2 separate regions of the Camelus bactrianus genome follow, and region 1 is linked to region 2. The links are chromatin contacts, called in public Hi-C maps. All regions are on one chromosome and are shown on one strand. Each heading gives the region's core, a stretch centred on a gene start, on an enhancer-like site or on the middle of the called end of the contact. The rest is flanking DNA. Distances are from core to core; before and after follow the strand shown. Region 1 holds the start of PRELID1 (PRELI domain containing 1). Region 2 holds the start of PDLIM7 (PDZ and LIM domain 7).

Region 1 (2,700 bases), core at 129-2,628, 180 kb before region 2:
GTCGACGCCGCCTGTCCTCCTCCAGCAGGTCACTCTTGGTGCCACACAAGTAGATCTGACAGCCCTGAAGCAGAAGACAAGGTTAGGGTCACCCCCTTGAACCACCAGACCCCCAGCCCCTGCCTGGTCTGGTGAGGTCGGGCCACCTACCTCCTCTAGGTTGCGCAGTTCCTTCACCCAGAACTTTGCCCGTTCAAAGCTGCTGCTGTCTGTCAGGTCTTGGTATGAGACGCGCAGGAAACACAACCAAGGGTCAGGGGCTGTTCTGAAGGGCCAGCCTGCACCCACCCCTTCTTGTCTGAGGAACAGGCTAAAACCCTCCTTACCATAGCAGACGATGGCAGCCTTGGCGCCCCGATAGTAGATTCGGCTCATGGCCTCATAGCGCTCAGATCCTGCTGTGTCCTGGAGGGCAGGGGGAGGCTCAGCACTGACCTGAGTTACTGAGCTACTCCCCAGTACTGCAAACTAATATCACGTCCTCCAGACCCCCGTTTTTAAACTGGAGTCTAGAGAAGAGAAACAGCCTCTATGAGGCCACGACTCAGCCAGTAATAGGCAGGACCCACGACTCCAGGAACGGGTTTTTCCAGGACTACTTGCCCAGAGAACTTACCCAAATACCCAAAGTCACCGTCCGGTCTCCGACGGACATCACCTTGGCCACGAAGGCGGCCCCAATGGTCTGCAACCCGGAGGAAGCGATCAGGGCCGCGGGTGCGGGCTAGCCCCCTCCCACCCGGGCCAGACCCCGCCGGGCGCACTCACGTTCTGATAGGGCCCCACCAGGAAGCGGTCGTGCACGTATCGCTCCACCAGGCTGGTCTTGCCCACGTACTCCTTGCCCAGCATCACCACCTTGACGTCCACGCGCTGCCCGCTCATGCTCCCGGGGCAGCCTCACCCGCGTCAGGGTCCTGAGCGGGGGCAGGAGGCAAACCCAGATCTCCGCTCCGACAGGCAGTGCCCAAGCCTCAGTCCCCGACCCCAGGCGCCAACCTACGCCTCCAGGCGCCGCGATGAGCTAGAGCGACGGCAGCGCCTCCGTGTGCTCCAGCTCTCCGGCTCCGGGCGCTGCTCCTAACCCGGGGCGGCCTGGGAGCGCGCGGGGCAGCGCCCTCAACGGCGCCGCACGCCGCCTAGCTCGCTCGCTCAGCCACTCGCTCGCCAACCCGGCTTAGGGACCGCTCAGCGCGGATGCCCCACCGTGCCAGAGGGCCCTCCAACCCGGCCACGGCCCGCAGCACCGCGACTCCCGCGGGGGTGGGGGGTGGGGTGAGGTGGGGGTGGGCAGAGGGCGAGGGGCGGGGCCGCGGGTCACGCGGGCAGACGCCGGAAGGGGTGGGTACTGAGCAGCGGCGCCGGAAGTGGCGAGCGGCCTGACAATTCCTCATGGCGGCGGCGGCTGGTTGGGTGCGGCGCGGTGGTGACTGAGCTGCTAGCCGGGCGGGCGAGCGTCGAGCTCCAGCCTGGCCTCCGCGTGCACCTCGGGCTCCGCACCCCTGATGCTGCGCGGGTGCTGAGCCCGCCCCGGCCGGGACGATGGTGAAGTATTTCCTGGGCCAGAGCGTGCTCCGGAGTTCCTGGGACCAAGTATTCGCCGCCTTTTGGCAGCGGTACCCGAATCCCTATAGGTATGTGGCTCTGGAAGGAGCAACCGTCCCACCTCTCTGTTTGGAGATAGAAGTGTGGGACCGGGAAATACTCGACTTCGGGTCCTAGGTGGGGGAGTCGCCGGAACCGTGGCGACCGTGTGTTTAGGGCAAGAGGACCCTTTTGGGGAAGCGGCCAGGCTAGGCATGCAAGGTATTGGAAGGAGGCTGGGCCTGGGCAGTGGTTTGCTGGAGGCCCTGGTTCAAAGTTCATCTCAGGCTGGTGAGACAGGAAGAGGCGGCGGCACAGGCGTTCTGGAGGGATCTTGGGGTTGGAAATCCATGCGCTTGCCTCCTTCTCTTGGAAGAGGTGGCGGTACAGCAGTTGCGAGGGGATCTTAGGGTTGGAAATCCATGCGCTTGCCTACTTCTCTGCCCGTGACGCTCTCCAGTGGTGTAATAAATCATGAGGTCTTGCCCTGCTTGAAGGCCCAGGAATCCAGGTCAGCCAAGGGCGGAAATTGGAATTTGCCCTGGGATAGGCTCGAGGGACTCTAGTTCAGGTCGAAGCCACAGCACAGATGACTGCGAGTTTGGAGGAAGGCATGGCCATTCTGGGCTTGGAGGCTCCAGGTGAGAATCCCAACAGTCTCTACAGGCCAGGCTCCTGAGGGTCACCTTCACTCTGACACCTGCAGCAAACATGTCTTGACGGAAGACATAGTGCACCGGGAGGTGACCCCTGACCAGAAGCTCCTGTCCCGGCGACTCCTGACCAAGACGAACAGGATGCCCCGCTGGGCTGAGCGACTGTTTCCTGCCAATGTTGCTCACTCAGTGTACATCCTGGAGGATTCTATTGTGGACCCACAGAACCAGACCATGACCACCTTCACCTGGAACATCAACCACGCCCGGCTGATGGTGAGACCCCTCTCTCTTGGCCCTCCCAATAGTGGATCGCTCCAGCTACATGTGTCTAGGGGGCCACGAAGGAGCTTTTACTATCCAAGCAGATCCAGGTTACAGAGAAGTGATGACTCTAGGACTCTAGAGTACAAACTCAGATGATCTTTTTAGCTGGTCAGCTTCTTTAGACTCATTCATA
Region 2 (2,700 bases), core at 46-2,545:
TCACCCTCTGGAGGTGTGAGCACCTAAAGACTCCTAGGGGGAACCCCTCCCTCAACCTAGGCTCACCCGAGAGATGGAGAGGGGCACATTGAAGTCCTTGCCCCCCTGCAGCCGGAAGCCCCAAGGTGCTGGCCCCTCCAGCACCACCTTGAAGGAATCCATGGTGCCGCTCCTGAGAGGAGAAAAAAGGTGAGTGTCTGGCATGGTAGATGCACAGGCAGGCCCAGCTCTGGACACTAGCCTTGGACTAGTGCCAGGCAGACACTGGCAGACACTGAGCACACCCAGGGCAAGGGTAGGCGAGCACCTTGTTAGGTCTGGCTGGGCTGCTGGCTGGCAGACCTCACTTTGGAAAGACAGGGGCAACCAATCCCCCTTCCCCAAGGGACTGGGAGGATGAGGGGAGCCCCCTTTCAGTCTTGAGGTTCTTTTCATCCAAAAGTGGACCACAGGGCTAATTTGGTAAGGCCTCCCCCCAAGCCAGCCTTGAGCCTCGGACTGGCCTGCAAGGCCAGTCCGGGGCCGGCGCTCCTCTTCCCCGCCCCCAGGTCCCGACAGGCAGGCCGCGGCTGGAGCCTGCTCGGACTATATAAGGCGTGTAAGCTGACACTGTGCCGGAGAGCCAGCGGAGGGAGCACACGGGGGCTCAGGACGCGAGGGGGAGGGGTGGGGAGGGAGGCGGCCGGAGTGGGTCCTAGCCTTTCCAGGGCCGGACGAAGCTGCTGGAGCCAGGACGGGACCCCTGGGTGCTGGGGGAGATGGGCGGGGTCGCGGCCCCCGCGGAGATCGGTGGGGACTGGGACCCCAAAGCGTGGCCAGGAAGCGGATTCATCCTGAAGCCCAGTGAGAGTGATGCCTCCCACACAAGCCTGCTACCATCCCGACATGACTCAGTTTCCCCACCGTCCCCCGCCCGGGCCCCGTGCATTGGCCGAGTCCCGGGCGCAGGAAGCAGCGCAGGCGCCAACCGGCCCCGCCACAGCCGGCTTTGCCGCAGGAAGGCGGGGGCGGGGGTAGGGGCTCTGGCCCGCCAGAAAAAGCGCAGAGCTGGCTACGACTCCCAGTGCCCTCTGTGGTGCCCAGCAGACCTCTGCCCCCGGCCTGGCCCAGCCCGAGACGCCCCGTGCTGTTGCCTGTACCTGCTCGGCCCCGCCGGGGCGCTGCTCGGCGGCGGAATCCAAGGAGCCGCGCTGGGATCCGCCGCCCGAGTTCTGACCCCGCCCCCGCGGTCGCCGTCCGCTTTGAGACCGCGAAAGGGGCGTGGCCTCTGGCCACGCCCCCTTAAAGCCGCGGCCTCCTGGTAGGTGAGAAGCCCCGCCCAATCTTTCTGCCGCGCTCAATCACGAAGTCCCATCTCGCTTTGGGCTGGAAGGCACGGCCCTCCCCGGTCCCCTTGGTGGGGCGGGGCCTGGGCGGGGCCTGGGATGCTGGACGCCTCGCCTGGGAGCCCAACGCGCGGCTTGCCCGGCCGCTTGCCCGGCCCCTTGCGCCTCCCGCTGGCCGAATGAAAAGAAAGCAGCTTTGGAAACCAGACAGATCTGGACACGAGTTGGCTCTGAACCTTAGTTTCCAACTCGGTAAAATGGGACAATAATACTCGCCTCTCAGGGCCTCCGTAAATATAGGCATAGAGCACAGCCATTAGTGGCTCTAGAATTTCTAAATCCGACGGACTTGGTCGGGAGTGGGGAGGGGGGGTTAGTTGAGGGCGGCACAGGAGAGCTTGAAGTTAAGTTTGCAGAACACTCAGACGAAGGCAGAAAATAATGGCAGAAGCGGATGGCGGTGGAAGGGCCCTTGGCCCGGCCCCGAGCCTGACCTGTGGGCCGTGCCCTCACTCCTACCCCCATCCCCTGCAGTCAGCCGCCCGTAGCCCTCCCACCCTAGCTCAGTGCTGAACGCAAACTGTCGAGATGGGATGATTCCTGGTACCCCACTCCAGAGCGGGCAGCACCTCCAGTAGGGGTGTCAGAGACCCCACTTTGCTCCCACTGCTCAGCCCTGGCCTGTAGCGGCAGTGAGGAAAATTGAACAGGGACCGGAGAATGGTGGGTGAGTGAATAGGCGTCCACTCCTCAGCAACTTCTAGGGCATGGCCGCTGCTCTTCTCCCCCCCACCCCCATCACATTCTCCCCTCTTCTGTATCATTCCCCTCACTAAGCAAACTGGTGTACAAGTTCTCATCTTTAAAGAAATACTCTCTTGATCTCACATCCCTCTCCATCTCTCTTTTTTATTTATTTATTTTTGTTGGGGGAGGTAATTTGGTTTATTTATTCAATTATTCAATTTTTTTTAAACGGAAGTGCTAAGGATTGAATCCAGGACCTCCTGCATGCTAAGCACATGCTCCACCACTGAGCTGTACCCTCCCCACATCTTCCCATTCTCTCTTGAACCCATTCCAGCCAGGCTTTTGTTCCCAGCAGTCCTCTGAATTAATTCCCTCTTCAAAAGGTCTCTAATGACTTCCAGGTTATCAAATCAATGATAGTTTCTCAGCTTCCCTCTTACCCTGCCTAGGAGCAGCGCTGGTCCCAGTGTACTCCCTGTTTCCTGTAGCTTCATGCCTTCTTCCTGCCCCACTGACTGCTCCTTCGCCACCCCCTTTGGCTGCTCCTCATTTGCTTCCCATCGTGGCCATCAGATCTTTCCAGTCTACACTCACTCTCTGGGACCCCATCCTGTCCTGTGACTAT

Evidence for each region. Hi-C and Micro-C count contacts between places; a contact is called where the count stands out from the background.
Region 1: a Hi-C map of liver shows a contact between it and region 2, with 3 times the contacts expected there. The contact joins the promoter of PRELID1 here to the promoter of PDLIM7 in region 2. A contact is called at or near these places in 2 of 2 Hi-C or Micro-C datasets (blood and liver).

What each region holds. Positions count from the first base shown.
Region 1 is chr22:7,486,490-7,489,189 of ASM4877302v1, reverse strand. It overlaps PRELID1 (PRELI domain containing 1), which reads left to right and starts at 1,378. Exons shown (of 5, transcript XM_010946198.3): 1 at 1,378-1,634; 2 at 2,291-2,516. The coding sequence starts at 1,543. It overlaps RAB24 (RAB24, member RAS oncogene family), which reads right to left and starts at 1,275. Exons shown (of 10, transcript XR_012501535.1): 1 at 769-1,275; 2 at 617-685; 3 at 327-405; 4 at 151-218; 5 at 1-64.
Region 2 is chr22:7,311,100-7,313,799 of ASM4877302v1, reverse strand. It overlaps PDLIM7 (PDZ and LIM domain 7), which reads right to left and starts at 1,295. Exons shown (of 14, transcript XM_074350200.1): 1 at 1,140-1,295; 2 at 67-172. The coding sequence starts at 162.